Regions from separate parts of the Mus musculus genome. Here all the other regions are linked to region 2. The links are chromatin contacts, called in public Hi-C and Micro-C maps. All regions are on one chromosome and are shown on one strand. Each heading gives the region's core, a stretch centred on a gene start, on an enhancer-like site or on the middle of the called end of the contact. The rest is flanking DNA. Distances are from core to core; before and after follow the strand shown.

The links. Hi-C and Micro-C count contacts between places; a contact is called where the count stands out from the background.
Region 1: a Hi-C map of differentiating embryonic stem cells shows a contact between it and region 2, with 5 times the contacts expected there. The contact joins the enhancer-like site here to the promoter of Tmem220 in region 2. A contact is called at or near these places in 1 of 39 promoter capture datasets (embryonic stem cells), 2 of 484 Hi-C or Micro-C datasets (differentiating embryonic stem cells and embryonic stem cells) and 5 of 115 datasets of contacts at active chromatin or transcription factors (embryonic stem cells and epiblast stem cells).
Region 3: a Micro-C map of embryonic stem cells shows a contact between it and region 2, with 5 times the contacts expected there. The contact joins the promoter of Shisa6 here to the promoter of Tmem220 in region 2. A contact is called at or near these places in 1 of 39 promoter capture datasets (embryonic stem cells), 1 of 15 datasets of contacts at CTCF or cohesin (stem cell-derived epiblast-like cells), 11 of 484 Hi-C or Micro-C datasets (cortical neurons and embryonic stem cells), 9 of 115 datasets of contacts at active chromatin or transcription factors (astrocytes, embryonic stem cells and epiblast stem cells) and 1 of 9 other capture datasets (embryonic stem cells).

The regions. Positions count from the first base shown.
Region 1 is chr11:66,566,463-66,571,357 of GRCm38.p6, reverse strand. No RefSeq gene overlaps it. Among named protein-coding and RNA genes, the nearest start is that of Gm40028, 22 kb to the right of the region's middle. Within about 2 kb of position 2,742, at least 22 of the 459 cell types and tissues checked have an H3K27ac peak or open chromatin away from gene starts, as enhancers often do. A contact at or near this core is called in differentiating embryonic stem cells and epiblast stem cells, where this site is marked.
Region 2 is chr11:67,023,701-67,028,377 of GRCm38.p6, reverse strand. It overlaps Tmem220 (transmembrane protein 220), which reads right to left and starts at 3,224. Exons shown (of 6, transcript NM_001291042.1): 1 at 3,107-3,224; 2 at 2,440-2,469. The coding sequence starts at 3,199.
Region 3 is chr11:66,523,381-66,528,394 of GRCm38.p6, reverse strand. Shisa6 (shisa family member 6) reads left to right here and starts at 2,269. Exons shown (of 5, transcript NM_001034874.3): 1 at 2,269-3,086. The coding sequence starts at 2,431.

The DNA of each region.
Region 1 (4,895 bases), core at 1,493-3,992, 460 kb after region 2:
GGGATACTAATTGTCAAAATGCTTTTTGTAGAGAACGAAGCAAAGGCCCAAGCAAGAGCACTTTATTATACATGTTTTATCATTCTAAAAGAATTGTAAAATTGAAGGCTTTCTAGCCTTCCCATTTGGTCTGATAAAAAGCAAAGTGCTAATTTATTCATTCTTTCATTTACTGAGCATCTGCTATGTAACAGTCACTCGATGCGGGCTTGGAGTTTAGTGGAAAATTTGGTATTATCCCATCATCTTGATGCTATCAAAATAATCACATAAATAAATATTACTGAGTTGATTCTAACAAAGTATTCTAACAAAGTATATAAGTATTAGACCCATATAGGCAAAGAAAGCAGACATATAATAACTAAACAAAGCTGATAGTGATCTGTGTTCCAAAGAATTAAAAGACCTTAAAAACAAGATGATTTTTGTGACTATTCTTGTTTGTTTTCTGTTGTGATAAAATGCTGACCAAAAACAACTCAAGGGCTGGGCTGTAGTGGCGCACGCCTTTCATCTCAGCACTCAGGAGGTAGAGGCAGGTGGATTTCTGAGTTCGAGGTCAGCCTGGTCTACAAAGTGAATTCCAGGACAGCCAGGGCTATACAGAGAAACCCTGTCTTGAAAAACCAACCAACCAAGCAAACAAAAACACAAAACAACAACAAAACGAAACAAAAAAACTCAAGGAAAAAAATTTATTGGCTTACAGGTAATAGGGCAGTATCAAGAGAAGCCAAAGCAGAAAGTCAGGGCAGGAACTGAAAGAGAGGCCGCGGAACAATGCTGCTTACTGACTTGCTCCCCATTGCTTGCTCAACCTGCCTTCCTACACAACGCAGGACCACCTGCTCAGGAATGATACAGCCCTCAGTGGACCGACCTCTCCTATATCAATTAACAATTAAGAAAATGCCCCACAGACATGCCAATCTGATGGCAGCAATTCCTCAATTGAGATTCCTCCTCCCACATATGTCTGGGTTTGTGTCAAGTTGACAAAGACTATGAAAGTCACCGAGGAATGCCACTTGTCAGAGAAGTGGTAATAGAAATGATAATATCAATATCTGTCATGTCTTGAAAAGGGCTCTAGGGTGTATGTAACTTGAGGGTATATAAGATTGGTTTTGAAATAATTTCCTACATGGAAAACCCAAATGAAGCTCTTACCAGCTTTAGTCGTGAAGTTATTATTGTAGAAACAAACAAGTATACAGGGAAACCTGAGTTGAATTTTACCTCTGAGACAGTAGGCAGGCATGTGGGGGACCTCTTTACTCCGTGGTTTGTTTGATGTTTATAGGAGACATTTTAGCTCCTGGAAGATAACTCAGAACAAAAGAAGCCATTGATGAGCAGGGCACAAAGTAAAGTCCATAATGTTAGCCCCAAAGAATCAAAGAGAAAGACCACCAATCACAGTCATCATGGCCAAATGGATTCAAGCAAGCAATTGATTAAAGAAGCTTTTTTATTCATATACATAGGTTGCCTCCCACTAACGCAGGGTTCCAGAGGTCATCTTTGGACCTGAGGAAGACAAGTTTTTTTTTTTTTAATAGCTTTGGGGTAGGGGATTTCCAAGTAGGGGATTGGTGAGCAAAGTCAGCAGGGTTACAGAAGAACAAGAGCAGAACAAGTTAGGCATAAGGATTTCCCGAAACAAAGATATGACTGCAAGATGGTCATAAGGTAGTCATTACAACAGGTAGTCATAACAACAGGTAGTCATAACAACAAGTAGTCATAACAACCTTTTGAAATAAAAGTCGGATTGCAAGGTGGTTATAACTTTTTGAAACAAAGACATGGGTGTTGTTTCTGGGACAGGCAGTACAGAACCAGTTGTCACTAAGGTTACATGTGAGCATATCCCAATCCTTTAGAAACAGAAGTTTAATCATAAACAGGAATGAAACTAGTTTGCCTTTGCTATAAGATGGCTTCTAAGCCTAAGATGGGGCAGACTGGTTAGCCAGTGCCAAGCTGAGTGAAGGTCTTACATCCTCTGCCGTTTCTGTGTACAACGCCAGCTTGTACTGCCTAGATTCTACCAGCTGTGAAACAAAGAATCAAGCACATGGTTCTGTCACCATCGCCCACCCTGCTCCTGGAACCACAGGCTATGTTGTGTGGACCATTAGCACTGGTATTCTTCATTCTATGAGGCATGAGGAGACTAACTGCTACTTCTTTTAAAGCTGGCATGTGGCTTTGGAAAGAGACCACAAAGCATTTTCCACACCATGTGGAGTCTTAGTTCTCTTTCTTTTAAATCCCCGCCCCCTTGAAAACTAAAGAGATCCCAAGTTTGTTTGTTTGTTTTTCGAGACAGGGTTTCTCTGTGTAGCCCTGGCTGTCCTGGAACTCACTCTGTAGACCAGGCTGGTCTGGAACTCAGAAATCCGCCTACCTCTGCCTCCCAAGCGCTGGGATTAACTGCGTGCGACACCACGCCCAGCTGAGATCCCAAATTTTAAATCTGACCTATCAGTAAGAGCACAAGAAGTACCACCCCCTTCCTATCTTCTGCTTTTCAAGTTTCTCTAACTCATTGCATATTAATTCACCTGGGTTTGAGTTATGTCCTAGACAAGGCAAGGCGAAGGGTAGGAGGTGATGACTTGAGCTTCAGTTTAGCTCAAGCCTCTCAGGAGTCCATTATCATAATAGATGCACCACCGTGAGAGGAAGCGGCAGAAGCTGGGGCTTCAGTCACTTTGGTCTGTAGGGGTGAATTCCAGGAGGTTCCCTAGCATCCACAACCCTGGCCAATGCAAAACAAGGGGGGATTAGAAGAGGGCTGGCATTGCGAACTTGCATGCCTGCCAACAATTCCACACAGTTGGGGTTGGAGGGGGGGGGCACTCTGCTGGAAACTAGCATTTCATTTGCAGCTTCATTTGCAGTAGAAAAGTTGCTATGTGTAATAATGTCAGCCACTGACAGTTGGGAATCAGTGGCTCCTGGAGCGAGCCACCACCACACAAGTAATTTTCACTTTGCAAGTCAGAATGACCCTGGGAGCTAGGTGCTGGAGTGGGAGGGGAGTGTGGGTGTCTGTTGGGGCAGGTTTGGGCAGAGTGTCCACAGGGCTTCTGATGGCTGTTTCTGGCCTGCAGTTCTTGCCACTTGCAAGCTCTTCACACCACAAACACATCACCTTTGTGGTTTGAGGAGCTCTCAGGAGCCTGCCCATCTCTCCTGGAGGCAGAAAGAGGAGAGGGAGGATTGGCAGGCAACGGAAAAATAGCAAGCGGAAGAGACAGCTGTATAAAGCATCAAATAGAACCTCAGGTGGCCCCAGGAGTGCAGCTATCTGTCTCAGATCCTCCACATGCCAGACAACAACCAGAGCTGTCACTGCTCTCTGGATGCAGATGGTCCAGGTGGATGAAGGTAGACAAGGAAGTCCTAGTAGACTTCCTTATGTTTCTCTAACTTTCTAAGCTTAGTTGCTCTAAGCCCGGAAGATGTGAGAGAGGAAATGGGATAGGAGAAGGTGGGCAGCGGGCGCGTGAGCATTCGATCAAGCCAAGGGGCAAAAAGGATGGAGAAGGAAAGCTTCTCCAACAACAAAGAAAACAACCACACAGATCTGCGGAAGGTATTCTTCGCAGAGAGCTAAATTCTCGAAAGTAATCATGATTACCGTCATTATCATAAACAAGTGAAATCCTAATTAACGTTGTAAAGGGCAGCATCCTGCGGATGGCTCAGAGATGCCCCGCCTCCCACCCACTTTTTGCTCCGGAAACCACAATGATGCCTCCCTTGTGAGTGAGTGCACAGTTTCTTCACTCCAGAGACCCTTGCTTTCGGGAGCTCAGGGAAGAAAGGGGAAGTGCTCAAGTAAAGGGCCTAAGAAGCTAGAAAGACGGCCTTGGGAGACTCAGTGTGGAACAATTCAGGGGATCTGAGGCTACACTTCAGAGAAGGTTCCTGAGCAATCACTCACTCTATTCTGAGGCTTCTACACTGCTCAGTCTGAGGGGGCTTCCGTAAGCCCGAAGGCTATGAATGGACTAGTTTACTTGTTCGCGGAAGACTTTCCTGCTTCTCTACTCTGTTTGATCACTTTCCAGGGGTGCTGCTGAGTTTACCATCAGCTCACCTGACTCCTTCGGACCCCTGAGTTTTTGACTCATCGTTTTTTCTCAGCATCAGCCTGGCCTCTTTTCCTCCCAGTTCTGCCCTGCAGGGGTTGTTGGGTCTAAATTTCTACTTTGTAGGATTTAGCACTCTGGGAGGAATACCTTCAGCAGACTGAACAAATCCCTTAACTGTTTCTCTTGTAGTTCACAGGAGGTCCAGAACAGCCCGCACTCACCAAACACAGGAAATGCCGGGCCATCCTCGCCTAAGGACGGGTCTGCTTTATTTAGAGTATGCTACAGAATCTGGAACGTTGGTGCTGGGGTTGTGTAACCCACTGAGGGACAATCGCTGCAAAGACAGATTTCAACCTTTGCAAAGAATTGACAAGCTTTAAAAAAAAAAAAAAAAGCCACGTAATTTTTTACCAAGGCCTGCAAGTCATATGTGATTGCTTGTAAAAAAAAAAATGGTAAAAATATTGTAAGGAAATCCAAATTCAGAATAAGCTAATCCTAGTGATTTAGATTAATACAATCATATCAGCATGTGGCATCGTGATGTTGACTGAAGAGCAAGGTGGATGCAAATCGGAGAACAATGAGAAAGAAAAAGCAGTGTAATTCAGAAACGCAGAGGAGAAACCAGACCAAATCTCTTGCAAGAACTGTGTGTGTGTGGAGAGGAGGGGGGGGGGGGGGGTTTAAAGCAGTTCTCTGGTTATAGATAGTATGCAAATGCCCCCCCCCCCAAGAAAGTCTATAAACTTAGAAGGGACTTACAATAAACTTACCAGT
Region 2 (4,677 bases), core at 1,975-4,474:
TCAGTAAAAATATGAACCCGGTATAATTCACTTATAATGTTCTCTTCTGATACTTTTGGGATTTAGTAAATGCAGTTAGCTTATTAATTTATGAATGAATGCGTGTGCATCTGTGTATATGCATGTGTGTAGGATCTAAGTGGTAGTGGTCAGAGGACACCTCTGTGGAGTCCATTCTCTTCATGGGTCCCTAGGACCAAAATCAGGCTTTAGGCTTCTGGGCAAGCAACTTTACCCACTGAGTCATTTTGCCAGTCCTTCATTATTATTATTATTTTTAACCAATGGAAAAACTAAAGGTATCATAGTATCCACTTAACAGAATTTAATTTGTAAAGTCATTGAGTACCCTGGACTTGTCCCTAATTCTCATCCATTGCAAAAATGGTCATGTCCAGGAATATAGGTAAGGCGGTGTCTCCCAGGGCCAAGTTAATGCCATACAAGGCATTTTAACAAGGTATGGTTGCATATAAATCACACCGAGACTCTAATAACAACACGGCATGCTGATTTGTGCAAACCAAATGCCACCTGTCCAAGGGACTTCTTGGGAAACATTTTGTCTGTAACTGGAGGGATGGAAGCCCAGGAGGAAACCTATCTCGCTCCTGCTTTGACTCCTCACGCATTGGGTATACTCCTCTGGGGCTTAGAGAGGTCTGCAGCTGCAGAAGCTATTCAATAAACATGAGGAAGGCTGAGAAGAGAAAGCCCTATTCCTTCATGCCACTCTTGACCACCAAGTGACCACCAGAGTTTCTTTCTTTCTTTCTTTCTTTCTTTCTTTCTTTCTTTCTTTCTTTCTTTCTTTCTTTCTTTAATTATGGAACGCTTCGTTTCTTACGTGATATGTTCTGTATTTCTATAACCTGTTGTTATAATCCACATCCCAGTATTTGCCTCTGTGATGCAAGTAGCCTCCATGAACAAGGTACAGCAGGGACTGTGGGAAGGAGCTGGGCGAAGACCTAGTTTCCAAAGTGCAGAAAGCAACATAGTACTGTTCATCTGTGCATCCATTCCTTCTGTACTTCCCTCGGGAGGATCTTTACGAGGAAACTTTATACAAGGCTCCTAAGAAGATGGAGACCATGTCCCTGTCCTTCTGGAAGCTGGCTGCCCAGAGCATCAGCCAAAGGAGTTATTGCTACAATAAGAGATCAGGAAGGATGGTCAGATCCTCCTGGAAAGAGGCAGAGCGACTGAGATGGCATCTGAGACAGTCCTGGGAGCCTGGGCACACAGCAGCAGGCAGGCTAGGGGCAAGGCCCATTTGCCATCATTTCTGGACTAGACTCCAAAGACAATGCTGGAAATGTGGGATGGGCCATGCTATGGTGGGGCTAAAGACCAAATGGAGGAGCTCCGACTTAGCTTGGGAAACAACAAAGGGTTTGAAAGCGGACAGTGTTGTAGAGGCAGAGGAGGCAGGAGGCAGATAGAAGAGTTATAAGGCTGTCTTCAGGGGAAGTAAGGGAGGGCTGAGTGGGAACGAGCAAAGGTAGGGTACTCAGGCACTGTGCATGTACCTATGCCTAGAATGGATGCTGCTGAATTCTTTTTTTACTTTTGACAGCATCTCAGGGCAGTGATGTTAAAGGCAACAGGTATTGAGTGAAGATGCCTAGTAGCTCTGCTGAGAACAGAAATTGCTGGGTCAGTCAGGAGGTGGACGAGGCTTAGGGAGGAGGTGTTCTGTGGGATCCCAGACAGGTTTCACAGAGCAGCATGGTGGTGCTGGTGGCTATTTGGAGCCATCTTTTAGAGAATCAACATGGAGCTTCCTGAGGGGATATATGAGATATGATTGTGAACTCAGGCTATGGAGCAAAATGCTGAGGAGGTCATCTAATTTGGGGAGAGGGGACTCTGGATAACAAGCAGTTTCAGGCCATGGTTCTACTGCACCAACATTCAAACCAGGCTAGAACTCAGCTCTGCATTCCTGGTGTTCTCACTCACTGCTCTCTATACAGTGAACACTGTCCCCAAACCCAAGAATGAGTTTCTCAGTGATACTGTGCAGTCTGCCTCCAAGACGGTCTATTGTTGTCTGAGAACAAAAGTCACAGATGGATATAACCGGCACACATCCTTGTTACGGCTGTCATAAAGGTTAGCATAATGTATGTCAAATGACTAGCATGTTGTAAGTCCTTAGCAAAGACAGGAGCTCTTACTGTCATGCCCGGTGTAGTCATGGGAAGTGGGAGTCGCTGGTATAAGCTCTCTCTGCAGAAAGACTTTCGTGTCTACAGAAAGTTCAGAATTCACATCTCCATCAGTTATATGATCAGAGTGATTTCCCCCTCCGATGCGAAAAATTAGGGACATGAGCTCACAGAGGTATTAATTTCTGGGTTTTAGACAAGAGTCCCAGGATCAGAGTGTAGTCGTGTCAAATGGAGGAACGTTTTGCAAGTAGCTCATACTCACCACCCACAACTCTGCATCTGGATCGTTTACCTAGAATGTCAAAACGTCAAGGTGTTAGCTCACATTAGATCCATGTATCCTCTGTCTGGTCTGGCCTTGTGTTTACTATTCATTGCGAAGAACTAGGCGCTACAATGGGCTCAGGGTACATAACACCATGAGCTAGTTTAGCAGTCTGCACATCCCGATGGCAGCAGGGACTCTCCTCTCGGTTGAACACAACAGGTAGATCTAACCACCCAGCCATGCATCTTTTGAAAATAACTGCTTGGGATTTCCTAAGAACTATTATAGTGTATATGAAAATCCTAGGTCCCAAGATACGAGGGCAGTCACCCTGAGGATGATCAGGAAGAGGTCTAGGAAGGGTAAGGATGCTGTCTATTCTATTTCCACTTTCCTCCCAGGCGCTAAAACCCATCTCACTGAGGCTGAAGATTCGAAAAGGTGTCAGAGCTGCGGTTCTGGGCCCCTTTCTAAGTGACCGGCTGCACAAACTTGCACGCGGGGCCGCTAGGTCAAGCTCTGAGTGCGTTGCCTAACTACACATATTCATCCATGTTCTTTCTGCTTGAAAGGACTCTGTGGGTCCCAATTCGGCTCCACCCTGAGAACTGGTCGCCCAGGCTTCGCGGTCCCTCTGCCAGCCCTCCTCAGCCCGCCTGACCTGCACCACAGCGGCCAGGGCGAAGAAAGCTGCCATGAGTGCGTTGCAGGCCCGCCACAAGCCGGGAGCCCAAGTAGCCACTGCTGGCGCCATGACCTGGAAGCCGGAGGAGCAGGACAGGCCCCAGAGGGGCGTGGCCAGAGGGCGAGGCTGGGCTAGCGGGGCGGTACCCAGGAGGGGCGGGGCGTAGTAGGTGGGGGAGGGACAAGGGGCAGGGCTCAGACAGCGGGAGCGGGGATACAAGGGCGAGGCGAGCCCTTCTTCCCTCCCCGCCCTCCTCAGGTCTAGAACGGTCTTGCGGCGCTCTCTAGTGGATAAAGTGTATCATTGGCATGTGCCTTTCTTTTCCCTTATTCTTTCTCTCATTAAAAAAGCAAATGAAGCCGGGCGTGGTGGCGCACGCCTTTAATCCCAGCACTCGGGAGGTAGAGGCAGGCCTGGTCTACAAAGTGAGTTCCAGGACAGCCAGGGCTACACAGAGAAACCCTGTCTCGAAAAAACAAAACAAAACAAACAAACAAACAAACAAACAAAGCAAATGAAAGAAACAAAACAAACACAACAGAACAAACCAGAAACGCAAATGAAGAAGAGAAAGGAAAAGAAAAAGGACGCGCTAGCGCGCGTGTTCTGGTTAGGTTTTGTTTTTGTTTTTGTTTTTCCGTTTTCTGTGAAAGGGTCCAGTGGCTGTCCTGGAACTCACTATATAAAACACACTAACTTCAAACTCACAGTCTGGTCTCATTTACACATTCATAGTCCTAAATAGTGCTGGAATTAGTATTTAAGTGCTTCTTTTTAAAGCTCCCGTGCTTCCAGAGGGAGGAAAACATTGCGACATTTCTGAAGTGAGTTCCAGAGGCAGCTCCCTTTACCTTCACGTGCTCTCATCATATAAGATATTTATTTATGTATTATACATATTTATATTTCTAACCCATCTGCAAAACCAACGTTTCCAACACTCATTTGCTATGCATTTCTTAGAAAGGGAAGACTTGGAAGTATTGGCAGCTCTCTGCTCACTTATTTCAGCCAGTTTCCTGTTGTGTAAGCTACGGAGTAGCTCTTCTTTGGGCTCATTTACACATGCATAGACCGAATCATTGTTATTCTAAATAGTCTTTGTCACCTCAAATCCTGCATTTTGGGTGCCTGACTGTTCTGCTTTCCTTTTAACTAAAAGAAGAAAAAGATCAACTTCTCAGAAGTGTTTTCCATTCAAGGGCAGCCTTTAGAGCAGCACTTCTCAACTTGTGGGTCGCGACCCCTTCGAGGGGGCCAAAGGACCCTTTCATAGAGTTCCCCTAAGACCACCAGAAAGCAGATTTGCATTATGATTTATAACAGTAGCAAGATTACAATTATGAATAGCAACAAAAATAATTTTATGGTTGAGGGCCACCTTTGTTGTGATCATAAAAAAAGAAAGAGCTATAAGAATATGTTCTGGCAGGGTGTGGGGAAGGAGATGTCTCCGTGGGTCCATGCCAAGGTATCCCTTCCCTCTGAGGGACCAGCCACACAACAGTATAGTATGGAATAGTTTATTTAGGGCGCAAGGAGGGGAG
Region 3 (5,014 bases), core at 1,020-3,519, 500 kb after region 2:
AACCTACCAATATTTTCCCAGCCATTGTTAAACACAAATTCTTTGGCAGGAATACAGTGCCTCCTGGCTGCCCTTGTTTAGAAACCCCCCTATGGCTTTCACCATTGTGTATGCTTAGCTCACCCACCCTCTTTCTCCCAGTTTCCCTGCCTCTGCTGGAAGCATCTTTATTCTGTCTTGTTTTTCTAACTCCTAACCATTCTTCACCAGGCATTTCATTAGCACCCCAAGAACTGTATTTGACCCTCACTGCTCCCCTCGTGGGTGATGCTAGAAGCCTGTATCCTGCTCGCAGAATAGGCTGTGCCCATCTCGGTCATGACACAAACATGCCACGCAGAAGTCATTTGACTGTCTCCTCTGTAAAGGAACTCCTGAGAGAAGGGACTGTCATTCCTTATCTTAGCACTTACCAGTGTGCTTGGCAGGATTGGCACTAAAAACGATTGTTAACAGAGCCATTAAGAGACGAAGCCGAGGAAATCGGAGGAAGTGCCGAGGAAGAAGAGGAAGGAGGAGGGGATAGAGAATGAGCAGCACACGGAGAGTTTCTAGAACGGTCGGCCAGAGAAGTCCCCCTCTTCCCATCTCAGGTAAAAATGTCCCTCTGTGCCGTGGGTTCTGGGTTTCAGCTCCAATTCAGTCCATCCATTTAACACCAGACTCCCTGAATGCTGAGAGTTTGTTTGAGGCACATCGTGAGCAGGACTGAGTAGACCACTTCAGGGAAATTCTCTGTTACTATCATTCTAACAGCCTGCCTCTGTCTCCCACCAAAGTTCTCAGGACTACGGTCTGGGGCTGGCTGTTGCTCCTCTTCTCGGGTCTCCCACCTTCTCCACACAACACACAGCAAACTAAGACTCTGACTCCCCCTTGGGGTGGCCACATAGCTTAGAAAGCCAGACTCGTGGGTCTCCTTTCAGCCAGCCTGGTCTCACTCTGGTCACAAGGGACTCTCTAATCTGTCTCCTCCAGCAGCAACGACAGGAATGTAGGGCTTTCCAAAGAAATCTTTAAAACCCAGGTAGTTTTATTTATTTATTTCTTTTTATTTATTTTTTAACTCTCGTCTCAATGCTAGAAAAAAAGTTGGAGAAAGAGGGAATTCGAGGTGTCACCCAGAGCTGGAGCTATCTCACTCCTGCACGAGCGATGGAGGAGAAAGGAGCCTAAGTTCATCACACTAGGTGGCCCAACAGCCACTTGACCCCTGGCCTCAGTGTAGGAACCTGTAGCAATGGGCTTGACCTCTTATCTTGGCTGTGAACATCACCACTAGGGAGAGGCAGAGGCTTGCAGAAACCCCAACTTGCTTTCTGGTAGCGCAAAGACCAGGCTGAAGTAAAGCGGGGGAGTGAGGGAGGGTTAGAAATACTTGACCAGAGGGCTAGAAGGGCAATGTCAGAGTAGGTTTAACCCTGCCGCTGGCCGGCTCCAGAGGGCTCACTCTGGCCTTGCTCCGGGGTGAAGGTAGTGGGGGTGAGCTCCCTCTTTGCCATCTTAGTCGCTTAACTGGTGTCCCGGCGTTGGTGACGCGAAGCTTCGAGGCGGGGGGTGGGGAGGAGGGAGAGGAAGAGGCAAAGAGAAGTCCTGCCGTCCCCCAACCGGGCGCCCAGGCGTGGAAACGTGGGCGGCGGCGAGCGGCTGGCCTCCCTCCCCGCCCTCCCCGCGCGGCGCTCCCGCGTGTGCGGCTGTGTGAGTGCGTGTGTCTCCCTCTCTCCTATCGCACACGCTCCGGCACTAGTGCAGGCGGTTCCCGGCTCCGCTCACTCGCTCCGGTCGCTGCGCTCCCGCCTAGCCGCCGCCGCCGCTGCAGTCGCAGCCCGGCATGGTGAGTGACTGAGGTGCAGCCGCCGCGCACCCCGGCTGCCCGCCGGACCCCAGCCTCAGTCGGCAGCACCGTCCCCGGGCTCGGCGGCCCGGTGGCTTCCCCAGGGGTTCTCCACGCGTCCTCGGGCCACTGTCCCAGTCGGGACGCACTCCTCGAGGGCTGAGCGCTCCTTCTCCGCCCGGCTGCTCGCCGCTCTCCGCACCCCGTGACCGCTGCCCCGTCTCGTCCCGCAGGACCTGCCCGGACGGGACCACGCCGCCGCTGCCGCCGCCTCCGGGAGCCGCGCTTCGGGGCCGGCCTGAGCCGAGTCGCGCGGAGCCGCCGCTGCCGCGGGCGGGGGATGGGGCTGCCCGCTAGGCGCGCGGAGCCCGCAGGGGGAGCGCGGAGCCGGCGCGCAGCCTGAGAGCCCCGCGCAGCCCGCGCCCCGCCGCTCCGTGCGCTCCCGCCGCCGCCCGCGCCTCGATGGCGCCATCTCCCCGCCGCTGACCGGTCCGTCTCGCCTTTCCAGCCCGCCCGGCCGCCCTCGGAGCCCGGCCAGCCGCCGGGGCAGCGGCCTGCAGCCCGCGTCCGCCCGCGCCCTCCCGCCCGGCCCCGCCATGGCGCTGCGCCGCCTCCTGCTGCCGCCTCTGCTGCTGTCGCTGCTGCTGTCGCTCGCGTCCCTGCACCTGCCGCCCGGCGCAGACGCCGCCCGCGGCCGCTCCGGGAACCGGACCCTGAACGCGGGAGCCGTCGGAGGTCGGCGTGCTGGGGGCGCCCTGGCCCGAGGCGGCCGCGAACTAAACAGCACCGCCCGAGCGTCCGGCGTCCCGGAGGCGGGCAGCCGGCGGGGACAGTCCGCAGCAGCGGCAGCGGCGGCGGCGGCGGCGGCCAGCGCGACTGTTACTTACGAGACGTGCTGGGGCTACTACGACGTGAGCGGCCAGTACGACAAGGAGTTCGAGTGCAACAACAGCGAGAGCGGCTACCTGTACTGCTGCGGCACCTGCTACTATCGCTTCTGCTGCAAGAAGCGCCACGAGAAGCTGGACCAGCGCCAGTGCACCAACTACCAAAGCCCCGTATGGGTGCAGACGCCCAGCACCAAGGTAGTGTCGCCGGGGCCCGAGAACAAGTACGACCCGGAGAAGGACAAGACCAACTTCACCGTCTACATCACTTGCGGGGTGATCGCCTTCGTCATCGTGGCGGGCGTCTTCGCCAAGGTCTCCTATGACAAGGCCCACCGCCCTCCGCGAGAGATGAACATCCACAGGTGAGAGGCGCTACTGGGTGCCTGCCTTGGGTTCCCAGGCCTCGCGCCCCCCTTAACGGGCCTGGCCCTGTCCTCTTCGCGCGTACTACCTCTCCCCTTCTAAGTCACTTCCACAGTCGCTTCCTTTAGGAGCAGTAGGCTCTCCCGCATTCCGTAGGAAGCAGCTAGGTGTGCTTTTGGTTTTAGAAAGAATGGCAACACAAAGTACCAGTCTACGGAGTTCCTGATGTTCAAGGATAAGAATCTCACCAATAATCCCCAGGCTGTATTTCATGGTTCGTGGACACTTTACTATGGGCTGTACCATGCTTAGGTTTTTTGTTTTGTTTTTTTGTTTTTGAATTTATTTTAAAAACTGGCGTGCCACTTTAATATAAAGAGCAGAGCAGTGTGGGCACCTCACTGAAAAGAACAGCAAGCGGGTTAGTGTGAGCTGGGGGTGTTCCCAGGTGTTAAGTGCAGGATGGTATGGAAAGGGCAATTGCCTCTGCCTGGAAGAATGTTCCCCATTGCGTGTTGACAGAGCACAGAGGGTAGGTCTCCCAGTGGGGTGCTTGTCTTTCCTGATGAGACTGGAGGACTTCTCCCAAGGCAGACCTCCCTGAGTTCATGCTTCTGTAATGTTCAGGCCATCTTGTACTGCACACATGGTAAAGACAGTGTCTACTGTCCCCTTCCAAAATGTGTAACAGGAGTTGAAAACCTGATAGTCACAGTCCCACTCTGATTTCCTCCCACCCGTGTCTCTGGCTCCCCAGGGAGATCATTGGAAAGTCAAAGCCAAAGGGACAACAGGAGCCCAGCCTCTCCTTTCGGAACTGCACAGGCAGAGGATGCGAAATCAGCTGTGCTTCCAGCGTCCCCATGAAGATGAATGGTTGGATGTGGTTCCAATGAAAAGCCCTGCCCCAGGAAACACTTCCATTTCTGGCACACAGAGTGGGCACTGCCCTAGTTCCCAGGCCCAGCCCCCAGCCCACTGCTTGTGAGTTGACCCACCAAGGCTGGCCTGGTCCCTCCACCTTTTAGCTCATATCTGCACATTGCTTATTATCTCCGTGGCTTAAACCTCCTCCTGTCACTGCTCTGAACATTAATCACCCCTACCTTGCTGAAAAGAGGAAGGCAGGCAGAAATTTCTAGGCATGCTGGAAGAGCTGATTCTGCCTGCCTCTCCCACCCTGATCTGGTGGGTGTTGAGAGGAGATGTCAAGGACTAGACTTGGATGCACTCTAGAGGGAACATCCCTTCTTAACCCTTCATTACCTGACCTTGCCACCACAGTCTTCCTGTAGCTATTCCCAGCATGGGCTTACTCAGCATCCCTTTGAACTGGACTAGGCTTGTGAGCAACAGTCTGTGGTCTCCATGCCTTGCTATGTAGAAGATGGGCACTGTGAACAAACTAAGAGCAAGACACCACTTTTTAGGAGTTTGTTTGGTCTGGCAGTGAATTCTCGCTTGGCTCAGTTTGCAAAGCAAAGAATGGCTTAGAGGCAGGTGCCTTTCTGAAACAGATGTGCATTGTTTCTCGTGTGTTACCTCTGACCCAGGACTCGGGGACTCATCTCCTCTTTCCTGTCTCGACTCAGTAAGCCCACGTTGGCTCTCACCACTTTCTAGTTGATTCTCACGAACATCTCTTGGGGTTTCTCCCTGCCTCCTCCACTCCTCCCCTTCTCCTCCCCCATCCCCGCACTCTCCCTCCCCCTTTCTTCCTTATTCAGTTTGTTCATGACAGCCTACGTTGATAAGGTTGTAGTCTCAGAGATTAAAGTCTGAGATTGAATCCCTGTGAAAACTGGACATTGCCATGTGGTTTTGAAGAGGTTCTTGATGTTCCTCTCTTCTTCCCCACATAGTGTCTCTGTCCCACATGGAGGGGGCAGTTTCTAGGGTTGGGAGAAGGAGAGAGTGAACCCTGGGG